Linked DNA regions of Mus musculus: all the other regions are linked to region 1. A link is a contact called in public Hi-C and HiChIP or PLAC-seq data. All regions are on one chromosome and are shown on one strand. Each heading gives the region's core, a stretch centred on a gene start, on an enhancer-like site or on the middle of the called end of the contact. The rest is flanking DNA. Distances are from core to core; before and after follow the strand shown.

Region 1 (3,681 bases), core at 727-3,226:
TTTCCAGCACATTAAACTTACAGTCAATTATAACGAAATGCTTACTTAGGCATTACACATTGTAAGTTACATGGAATTTCTCAACAGAAATAGGGAAATGCCTAGAGGGTCTTCAAAAAATATTTTTGATTTTTACACAGATGAATCACTTGGATGTAAATGTCACAGCATAACATCACAGAATTGAAAGATGTCTAAGTTTACTTCTTAATTCATTGAATCAAGCCATTATAGTAATCATGCTTGCTTAGTTTTGGGGAAACGAATCGCATACCTAGGTGTAGCTTCACTAATCCTAGCATTTGGAGTCCAGGCAGAGGACCTTTGGGCTGGGACTTTTACTACTAGTGACTTCAAGAGAGGTCAGACTTCTGGAATCCTTATCAGTTTATCTACAAACTGTTTGTTGGAGGAGACAAAATTGTATGGACAAAAGTACTAATATACCTCAAATCTGCTAAGTTATTACAGTAAGAAATAATTACAATTGTCCTAACAATACCTAGACATTCTCTCTAGCTACAGTTCTTAGAGGAGTTTTCTTTTATTATCTGATTTTGGAACCTCTTGAATGTTGAATGAAATGACCCATTTTCATATTTTCTCGATCAGGTGGACAATATCGAAAACTATGGCCATAATCATAATTAAAGACATATCCTAGTTTTCAAAAATATACTCTTAACAGTTGCTTATATTCCTTTCCCATCATTCCTACTTATGTTTATATTGTTGGGGTCATATTATTTAAATACTTAAGCATGTTTCTTCTGTTGTTGTTGTTAGGGAAGTCCAGGTTTTTGTAGAAACTTTAGCAGTTACGGAGAATAGACAAAAATCTGGACAAAATGTAAATTGTTTAAAGTTACTTTAGTTGCCAACTGTGAACATTTTGTTATATTTTATTGCAGTAATTATATTTTATATCTTAAGACGGAACTGGGATCAAAAGAAGGCAGAAGTGTTTGGGGGAACACTGGCTGGGAGACTATCAGGATGCCTGACCGTCAGTCCGGTGGGTCAGCACCGTCCTTCGTGGACAGAGGTAGAGAGAAAGAGAAGTTCCTTTTAAAGATTACTTGCTTCATATTCTAGGCGACCAGTCCTTGCCCCAACTTCAAGTTATCCTGCTGAGGTCCACCTTTGCCTACTCAAACTCCTGCCCTCATCTTCGGCAAGGACTGAAGGTGGTTGTCACTTTCAAGGCTCCAGAGGATTTCTAACTTGAACCATAGGCAGAGTAGCTCGCTGAGGGACACTCCAAGCATGTTCCTTATGGATGAGTGGCCACCAGCACAGTCCCAGTCTTCAGAGGCCGGCCCTTCCTGGTCCTCCGGCGTTTGCCATTACACGTCAAGCCTCCGGTTCTGAGATCCCCGGTTCTGCCTTCAGAGAGACATAGCTCTTGCGGTCCGAGTCCAAGTCCTGCCTCTTGGGAGATCCCGGCGGGTCTCTGTGGCAGCTGCCTCGGGTGGCCAAAGTAATCACTCACTTTCGATTTTTGAGACAGGAGAAATGTGTCCCATCTCGCTAGCCCTACGAAAAGTCTGGCGTGGACCGTACCATTGTGTAGCGTGCCGGAGGGGGGGAGGGCTCAGGTACAGCTCCCGGCTCCCCAGCGAGCAGCCGTGCCGCCCAAGAAACCGACGTTCAGTGACCTCACGTCACTATCACATTGTCCCTGGGAGCCGGCCTCCAAGGCAGAATCGACAATCGGCTAGAGCTGGGCGGCTGGATTTGCCGCTCACCCCCCGCGGCTCTCCCCCGACCCGCCTGCTGCCCACGTGCGTCCGCCCCGGCGAGCTCCTTCGGGCCCCCAGCCGGGTGACAGTGTTACGCATCTGGAAGCGCCACTCCCGGGGCGGGGCGGGGCGGGGCGAGCGTGTGCGGGGAGGGGAGGGGCGAGCGCGAGCGGAGCCGGGAGCAGCCGAGCGGAGTCGAGCCGAGCCGAGCCGAGCCGAGCTGAGAGGTGCTGGGGAGAGGCAGGCAGAGCCTGCCGGCGGCTCCGCACCCATCGTGCTGCGTTTCCCAGCTCGGTGTCCCCCTGCCTTTGCCCAGGCACCGGCAAAACTTTTATTGTTTCGGGGACCCCCCCTGGATGTGTGACGAAATCGCAACGCTCCGCTGTCTCGTCCCCCAAGCTCGCCTGCAGCGGCGATCGAGGGAACGTGCAACCCTCGCCGCCGGGCTCTTGCGCCCTGCGCTTCCTCACCTGCCGATCGCTCCCGGGAACCGCGAGGGGGGACCCCTAAAGGGACCGCGCGGGCATCGGCACCCCGAAATCCTCTTCACCGTTGCGGACCGGCTCGGCGCAACTTTAACTTGATTCCTGTCGCCCACCCGGGGCACCCGCGGCGGCCGCCGCCGCCGCCGTCGCTGCGGTCTCACAAAGAGCGCGGGGAGGGAAGGCGGCGCAGGCGGCAGGCACGGGCCTTCGGGCTGCCCAGACAAAAGGGAAACTGCCATCGTTCTGGACGACTGTTCCGAGCGGCCGTGGGTTCGTTCACCCTGTCGGCCCGGGCTGCCTCTCCGCCTTGGTCCCCGCGGGCAGTGCCCGCAGTACTCGGACCCCGCGAGTTGCGGGGCACGCGTCGCTGCTGCTGGTCCGGGCTCTAGGGATAATAAATGATAGAGGATACAATGACTTTGCTGTCTCTGCTGGGTCGCATCATGCGCTACTTCTTACTGAGACCCGAGACGCTTTTCCTGCTGTGCATCAGCTTGGCTCTCTGGAGTTACTTCTTCCACACGGACGAAGTGAAGACCATCGTTAAGTCTAGCCGGGACGCGGTGAAGATGGTGAAGGGCAAGGTGGCCGAGATTATGCAGAACGATCGTCTTGGAGGACTTGATGTGCTGGAGGCCGAGTTTTCCAAGACCTGGGAATTCAAGAGCCATAATGTGGCGGTGTACTCCATCCAGGGCCGGAGAGACCACATGGAAGATCGCTTCGAAGTTCTCACCGATCTAGCCAACAAGACGCACCCGTCCATCTTCGGAATCTTTGATGGGCACGGCGGCGAGGTAGGAGTTCTCTGGGTCTATGTGTGTGTAAATAACCGGGCGTCTCGTGCTTGGCGGGGTCGGATCGGGGTGAGAGGGGCGTGGTAATGACCTGGTGATGACAAGGTGAGTCAAGTTCCCAAGACCCTGCCAAGGAGATCTTGGGTATGAGAGCGTTCACTTTAGCTGAGAGACACGAGAGACACTGGATATTCCGTGCCATTTTAATATAAAGTTCCCAAGGTCAGAAGCCAGTTAATAACTGCTAGTTTTCTGGGAAGAATGAATAGTATATGCAGTGAACTTTGTCACCAGGCCTCAGTGTCCCGGTTCTAGAGTTTGAGGCAGTTAAGGAACGTCGTGTCTTTCGTGTACCCCTAAAAGAAGAAGCCTGCACCAGTTGGATAGACTGGGTGAAGGTGAAGGAAGCTCCGACTTCTATTCGCTTCGCGCTAGGGAAGGACTCCCAGCTGCAACGCTTCGCTTCTTCCCAACTCTGCCAACTTTGCTAGAGCCATAGGACGTGGGACAGGGTGCCTCGCTGGTGGTGGGTTTTGGCTGCCTGGCCTTTGCAGAGGTGGCAGTGCGCTCAGAGCCGGCGTTAGGCACACCTGACCTCTATGCAGTGGCCAGCTTGGGGATGCTGATGTCCTCTTCTTTCTATAAGCCTTTGCTTGG
Region 2 (3,459 bases), core at 735-3,234, 110 kb before region 1:
GGGGAAAGAGCTAAAGGTTCTTAACCAGGCAATTAAGTGTTCTGAGTTAAAAGCTCCCCCCTCCACATCCATTCACAGCTCACTGACCAGAGCCAGCTGCACAGGCCTAACTTAAGCACTGGGAAGTGGGAAGCAGATTCCTTCAGCACCCAGGGGAGCAAACCAGGTCTGTTTGGGTAAAAGCACTAATGGCTTCTTTAGCACATTGATAATATGATGCTCCCCCTCTTTCTTTTTAAATTTTAAAAAGAATTTTAACTGCACATATATGCATATGGTATGTGCATGCACATGCAAGAGTCTGTGGAGGCAGAAGAGTACCAAATCTCCTGTGAGCTGCCTTCTGTAGGTGCTGGGAATTGAACTTGCATCCTCTAGGGAGAGAAACCAGCGCTCTTAACTTCCCGAGTCACGCCTCCAGCCTGGTCTGCTTTTATCGTTGAGCTTTCTTAGGTTTAGATCTGCTGTTCCTCCCGTTCCCCACCTCACCCCATGGTGTGCCTGGTTCCCAAATATATGGTAGAAGTTTGCTAACACTAGACACTGAGAAGTTTCCTGTTTTGTTAAGGATTCTATGTGGTGGGCCAGATATAGCTCAGATGGCAGAGTGTCTACCGTATGCACAAAGTCCTGAGTTTGATTTCAAGGACAGCATAAACTGGGTGTGGTGTCGTGTGCCTTCAGCCCTCCCGCTGAATTGACGGAGGCAGAGAAATCAAATGTTTGAGCTCATTTTCAGCTATATAGGAAGTTCCACCCCAACCTGGAATACATGAGCCAGGAGAGACAGCTCAGACCTTAAAAGTGCATGCTCCTCTCTCAGAGGACTTGAGTGAGGTTCCTGGCACCCATATTGGGCAGCTCACAGCCACCTATAACTTGAGCTCCTAGGAATCTAATACACTCTTCTGGCCTCTGAGGGTACCACTACACTCAAGAAACACACACACACACACACACACACTCAAAAATAATCTTAAAAAAAAAAAGAAAAAGAATTCTATTTGGTTTCAAGTAATAGAGACCAACACTGTTAAAGTGGGCACACACACCAGGGTTGGTATTCCTCATATGAAGAAACTAAAGGGTGGGGAGGCCAGCTAGAGATGTCATCTGCCGCAGCATCAAACTCCCAGACTCCCTTGCCTGCTGTGCAGCCATTACCTTCAACATTTCCTTCAAAGGAAAGTTGGAGACAAAAAAATCTTTAAGAACACATCACCATAGTGGCATATATAGTTTGTGTCTGAATCTATGTCTATATAATTGTTTCTCTGAACTTTCTGAAAATATTTTCATGAAAAGTTGTGTCTGTGTTGCATGTGTTTTACTTGCCAAATATTTAATAAAAGGCAGGTATACTTCCTATTTGGCTTGATTTAAAAAAAACACACTGCATATTTTCCATGGTTGCATTTGTTTCTCTCTGTTTACTGTCTCTTCTGTCTGCTTGTGCAGGTTTTATACAGACCTAGCGTTTTAGCCCTGGTTACTCTTCTTAAAGCCTCCTCCCCCATTCTCTCAGTAAATGACGACATCATTTCCCTGTTGTTTAGATAAAATCGAAACTCAAGGGCTATCTGAAGCCTCCATCTTTCACCCCTATCCAGCAAGTCCCCCTCCCCCTCTGGAGTCCTCCTAATTTACACCTTGAGCCTTGAGTCTGATCAGATTCCACTTCCTGTCCCTGCTCCTCTAGTCTGGTATGGCATCATCTCCAAGGAAGACAGCTTTGAGAGTCATCAGCCCAGACCCCTGCCTCCACATTGCCTAGCCCCACTGCTGGCTTGCTACACAGCAGCCAGGATAGTCCTCACAAGGGGTTTCCCTGCTCACCACTGTCCAGTGCCTTCCAAGAAGAATCTAGAATAAACTCCAAGCCCCTCCCTGTGACCTACAATTTCTGTACAACTCCTGACCTTTTTAAAAACTGCTGTCTCATGTTCCCCAGAATTCCCCTTGTTGACAAGGTTCCAACTGCAGCCCAGGGCTTCCGTCTCCTAGCTCTCTCTGACCAATGCGGCATTAGAGCTCTGATCTCACTTCTGTTGTCTGTCATAAGCCACTTTTCGTGCCACCTCCTCTGTGAGGCTGACACCCATCAGCCTAGTCACAGGAGTGTTACATCTCCTGCTTACTATTTTTAGTCAACCATCAGCACTGTCAACCCCACAGCACCGTTGATGATCAGATATGATAAGTTTGTCTATTTCCTCTCCTGCTTCCTGCTTGCCCTTGAGAGACATTCCTCCCCGCATATCCAGAGCTTGGTAACATGTATGATTAAATGCTCTATAAATATTTGCAAGCAATTATTTTCTTATTAGGACTGAATTTAACTCATAAATTAGTGAGGCATGGTTTCTATTCAGTTATTTTTGTGAACAGCTATAAAGTTGTGATATTTTCTTCATACAGATTCTCTGCATGTGTTAGTGAGAAAATGTCTAGATGATTTACAGTTATTATCGCTACTTTGAATGAGCATCTTTCTCTGTTATCATTGGCTAAGACGAAAGCTACTTTCTATACTGATGGGTGTGGCTGGCTGCAATGCAAGCCTGTCACCCAATCTCTAGGTTTTCTAAATGGATATGACGTCTGTAATTTTTTTTATAGTCCACTTGATACAGGACTTTTTGGTGAGTCCCTTACACTTTTGGGCTCAGTGGGTATTATTACATTTGATGGAAATAGTATATTAGTGGCATTTTAATATTAAATATTGTTTATATGGGCCTGGAGGGAGAGCTCAGCAGATAAAGCAAGCACTACGTTTTCAGGTTTGGTTCTCAGCCAAACCATCTGTAACTCCAGCTGCAGGGATCAGATAGCTCTGTCTTCTGCATTCATGGGCACATGCCCTCACAAAGTCATGGGCACGTACATGGGCATGTGCACGCATGCACACGTGCGCGCGCACACACACACACACACACCATTAAAAGTAAAATAAATCTTTAGAATTTGTGTTTGTTTGATGCTCTGGCTTACAGCTGGCAGATGAATCTTTTTCCTCTCCTTTGTGAAAATCACATCTGATGTTTGAGTAGGCTGTGTTGGAGTCGGCACCTAGTCACTAGGTATCCAGAGGGTAGGATTCTAGAGACCATTTGTAGGTGAGCAAGAAAGCAGTCATTGGTAAGAATATGAGGACGTGCAATGAGCTAACAGTCCAAGGAGGCTGAGGAGACTCGTGGCTGGGCCACCATTCTGATTTCTGCAAATAATCCAGGGAGCAGAGGACACCCTCCACCCAGAGTTGAGAGTCCAGCAGGAACAGCAGGTGTCGAGACCCCCTCAGGGTCCTTTTTGTTCAAATCCCCAAGGAGGCACTACTTCACAGGAGAAGTGTTCTCCTGGTCAGGAGAGCTGTGGGCTCCAAGAAGCTGACACAAAGGTCCAAATAATCACAGAAGTGTTGAATTTCTCTGTGCCTTTCCTCTGCAAAATTTGCTG
Region 3 (3,568 bases), core at 590-3,089, 120 kb after region 1:
TTTCTTAATGAAGAGGGCAGCTTAGTGTTCCTCCAACTATTCAGAAGCTTTTAAAAATAGGCTTCTCTGAGGTAATGTTTTCTCTCTTAAAATATGACTGCATACTCATTAACTAGGTATTAACGAATACTGTGCTTTTATGCTGCAAATTATAGGAATCAGACAACAAAGGTTTTATTTTTAATATGAAGAAACGTGATAAGTGATATCTGTTACTTTTGTTGTATTTTACTTCTAATAAGGCTCTGACTCCAAGAGATGGTACTGGACTTTTGGGTTTTGTTATTGTTGTTTTCTTCCTTTCTTCCCCCTCTCGTTCTCTCTCATTTCCAAGTATGGTCATCCACAGACATTCGTCCAGAACTATAGCAGTAGAATCTGAACATGCCTCTCTGGGAAGGAACGTGGTTCTATCTGCTGTAGATAAAAGTGTGTAAAGAGCCCACGTCATTGCTGTCCCCAGCTTACTTTGATGCACGCTCGAAGGTTACTTTAAATAACTACAATTAGTTTAAAAATGACAACGGGGGTGGGGGTGGGAGTTCATTTTGTCCTGCAAGAGTCTGTCATGTTCTTGTCTGTTTCATTCATCAAAACTTTGTGATCTTTAGCCTTCAGATTTATACTATGTCCTCAGCAGGGTTCAGGGATGGAGGGAAAGGAGGGGAAATGTTCAAACAGAAACTAAATATAGGGATCCTATATTAATCATGGTGTGAAGCACATTCTACTTTTTTGTGACTTCCTCATTGAATGTCAGACGCCGTGTGGGTTGCTGCACTTAATCACCGTGCGCTGGCACAGAGTAGGCTGCTGCCAGCTGTAATCCTAGTAATGGTAGATCTTAGAGCATTTGGCTTGGCAATTTATTTAAATGCATGCTTAAGACTTTAGGTTTACTTTATTGAATTATAATTTACATACAATAAAGGGCAAGCATTTGACAAGTTACGTGAGTTTTGGTATATACATTTATGCACTGCCATAAGCAAGCTACCAAAAGGGATAGAAGAGGATTGACGGGGAAAGAAATGCTGGCAATAAACGCGGGTTTGTTTTTTTCATGGCTTTGAAGTCAGTTACTGTATGTGTTGTACTGTGAAATGCTACTGTTAAAGCTCCTTGCTACAAGATACTCTCCTAGTGAATTATGTGAAATTCATGAAGGATAGTTGTATTTCATGATATGTAACAAGAAATGTTAATGTCCTATGTCTTTTAAAATATGAAACATATACACTCAGAACTCCATGCACCACAGTATAGGGTTGTGCTAAATGATCTCACGTGTCCTGAATAAAGCTGCCAGTATCCATCTAACTTTTTCAAGTTTCCTTTCCTTTCCCATTAAAAAACCTTTGTTTGAGACCGGCTTTTATGTATCCCAAGCCGGACTTGAACTCACTCTACAGACAAGGATGGCCAGGAATTATGATCTTCTTGCTTCCAACCCCTGAGTGCTAAGAGTACTGATGTCTGCCACCCTGGCTAGCTATTAACATGGTGGGGATTGAACCCAGAGTTCTGTACATATTAGGCAAACACTCTGTCAACTGAGTTACATCTCCACTCTCATAAGTTTTAAAAGATAAAAATAATGGCCCCCAAATTCAGTTACTTGTGGTGTTGCTATTGCTGTTGTTCCCCCAGAGTATGATTGGAGGAATGGTGGCCCATCAGGAGAACATCACTTTAATGTTTCCCACCTCCAACTGGCAGTGTGCTGTGTTCCTGTTTTGCTAAAGGAACTGCTAACTTGCTGTCTAAGGAAGGGTTCAGGGATATAGAGGATAAGGGGAGGAACTAGCCTGAGCCTAGAGTTACTCAGAGCTGGCGTGAGTCCCCACGTTGCCACTTGCTATCATTTGACAAGTTGTTCCACTTTCTAAAGCCTCAATTTATTCATCTAAATAGAGGGATGACACAATTCCGATCCATCAAGAATTTACCATCCAAATGCGGGATGAAATTGGAAGAAAATGACTGTTGTCTAAAGAGAAATTCAAAGTGATGGGGCGTTTTAAAAAAGAGAGGGAGAAACCAGGCAGTTGCAGACAATTAAAGGGCTTCATAGCAAAGCTATGTTCAGTAGTGGGGAGCTCTGTATGATTAATTAGACTTTACAATTGAAACCTTCTCAGTGGGCTACAGCTTTAAGTAGAACAAGCAGTAGATGCCACACTTGCTGACCTGACAGCATAACGCAGTGGTCTACAAATGTAGTGGGCAGAAACTCATGGCTCTCCTGGGACCTGGGGTGCAGGGATTTGTAGCTGCTGAAACCTACTACAAAGGACAGAGGATTGGAAAGCAATGACACTGAAGAAATGACAAGGGGCCTCATTTCTCCATAGACAGTAGAGATTAGCCAGATGTTTGAGCTCTGCCCCTGTGGTTCGAGGAACCCCGCGGAGCTGATGATGCTAACGTTGTTCATAGTGACTCTTCAGTGACTAATGCGCTTACTAACCACTGTGAAGCCACTTCCTAGTAAACAGGGGTTGAGTAGGTGAGCTTTAGCTGAATGGTCTCTAAAAGCTGATCACTGCAGCAGAGCACTAGTGCCAGGGATTTAATCCAGCCCAGAGCCTCCATACCATGGAACAGGGCCATTTTCATGCTGTTTTAGGGTTTCCTGAAGTACTAGGGAAAGAAAGTGTGACAGATAAGATCTTGTATACCATTAAACCAAGTGACAACCCGGTATCGTTATTAAAAACTTTCCAGAAGTTTATTGAGCTAAGAAGTAGTGTTAAGTCTCAGAGAAGCAATTCAGTGTGTGGTAGTTCTGATTTCTGGACCTCAGCTTCCAGAGCATGACTTGACACCTCCCAAAAAGACACTCTCTTTCCATGAGCAAGGTACTGGTGGTCTGTTCCTCTCAGTCACCTTTACCTTATCCTTTTGAATCAACCTGTAGATGGGTGGGGATGGCAGGTCTGGGGGAGGATAGGAGTAGTGTAGGCCCCTTGGCAATTCTGGTGGGCTTCAGGATGCCCAGAAACCCTTCTCAGCCCTTCTCCAGCCTCTTCTTTCCTGTCCCACCTCCTTTACCGGCCTGACCTAAGGTATTAGAAATCCTTCTTTATCACTTGTATGAACAGTTAATTAAGGTCTACTCTCCTATTCCCTACTGGCTAAATTTTTGTTAATAAAAGATTTTATAAAAAGCCATGAAGAAAAACATACATATAAACGTGTTAGCAAAGTGTAAGTAGGCTATGGATTTTGTAGACTGATAGTGTTAGTGTTAGGAATGATCTTCGCTGTGGCTAATAGTATATCTGTCCCACTGTGTATGTGTGTTTCTCAGACTCAACCCTTAAGAGGCCAGAGGCAAGATAAAAGTCACATTTTTACACACTGTCTTCTCTAAGAGTGAAGAAGGTTGCAATTAGTCATTGGATTCCTTGCAGTTCATTGAAAAGGGTACAAATCATTATTGTTTTAGACATAACTCTTTTTTTTTTCTTTTTTCATTTTTGGTTTGTCAAGACAGGGTTTGTCTGTAGGCCTGGCTGTCCTGGAACTGGCTCTGTAGACCAGGCTGGCCTTGAACTCAGGGATC

What was found. Hi-C and Micro-C count contacts between places; a contact is called where the count stands out from the background. HiChIP or PLAC-seq counts read pairs in DNA pulled down with a chosen protein or histone mark.
Region 2: a contact with region 1 is called in a Hi-C map of Th1 cells, with 2.9 times the contacts expected there. The contact joins the enhancer-like site here to the promoter of Ppm1l in region 1. A contact is called at or near these places in 2 of 39 promoter capture datasets (macrophages and neutrophils), 5 of 484 Hi-C or Micro-C datasets (CD4 T cells, the HL-1 cell line, Th1 cells and 2 more), 4 of 115 datasets of contacts at active chromatin or transcription factors (effector CD8 T cells, embryonic stem cells, memory CD8 T cells and 1 more) and 2 of 9 other capture datasets (adipose tissue and liver).
Region 3: a contact with region 1 is called in an HNF4G HiChIP or PLAC-seq map of pancreatic cancer cells. The contact joins the enhancer-like site here to the promoter of Ppm1l in region 1. A contact is called at or near these places in 5 of 39 promoter capture datasets (the 3T3-L1 cell line, the HPC-7 cell line, HPC-7-derived erythroid cells and 3 more), 1 of 15 datasets of contacts at CTCF or cohesin (the NIH/3T3 cell line), 4 of 484 Hi-C or Micro-C datasets (the C2C12 cell line, cerebral cortex, cortical neurons and 1 more), 16 of 115 datasets of contacts at active chromatin or transcription factors (the NIH/3T3 cell line, bone marrow-derived macrophages, craniofacial prominence and 11 more) and 2 of 9 other capture datasets (adipose tissue and pancreatic islet).

The regions. Positions count from the first base shown.
Region 1 is chr3:69,314,942-69,318,622 of GRCm38.p6, forward strand. Ppm1l (protein phosphatase 1 (formerly 2C)-like) reads left to right here and starts at 1,977. Exons shown (of 4, transcript NM_178726.3): 1 at 1,977-3,024. The coding sequence starts at 2,626.
Region 2 is chr3:69,203,862-69,207,320 of GRCm38.p6, forward strand. No RefSeq gene overlaps it. Among named protein-coding and RNA genes, the nearest start is that of Arl14, 17 kb to the right of the region's middle. Within about 2 kb of position 1,985, at least 126 of the 459 cell types and tissues checked have an H3K27ac peak or open chromatin away from gene starts, as enhancers often do. A contact at or near this core is called in the HL-1 cell line, Th1 cells, adipose tissue and 6 more, where this site is marked.
Region 3 is chr3:69,438,547-69,442,114 of GRCm38.p6, forward strand. All of the region lies in intron 1 of Ppm1l (protein phosphatase 1 (formerly 2C)-like), which reads left to right. Among named protein-coding and RNA genes, the nearest start is that of Gm52607, 22 kb to the right of the region's middle. Within about 2 kb of position 1,840, at least 62 of the 459 cell types and tissues checked have an H3K27ac peak or open chromatin away from gene starts, as enhancers often do. A contact at or near this core is called in the C2C12 cell line, the HPC-7 cell line, the NIH/3T3 cell line and 3 more, where this site is marked.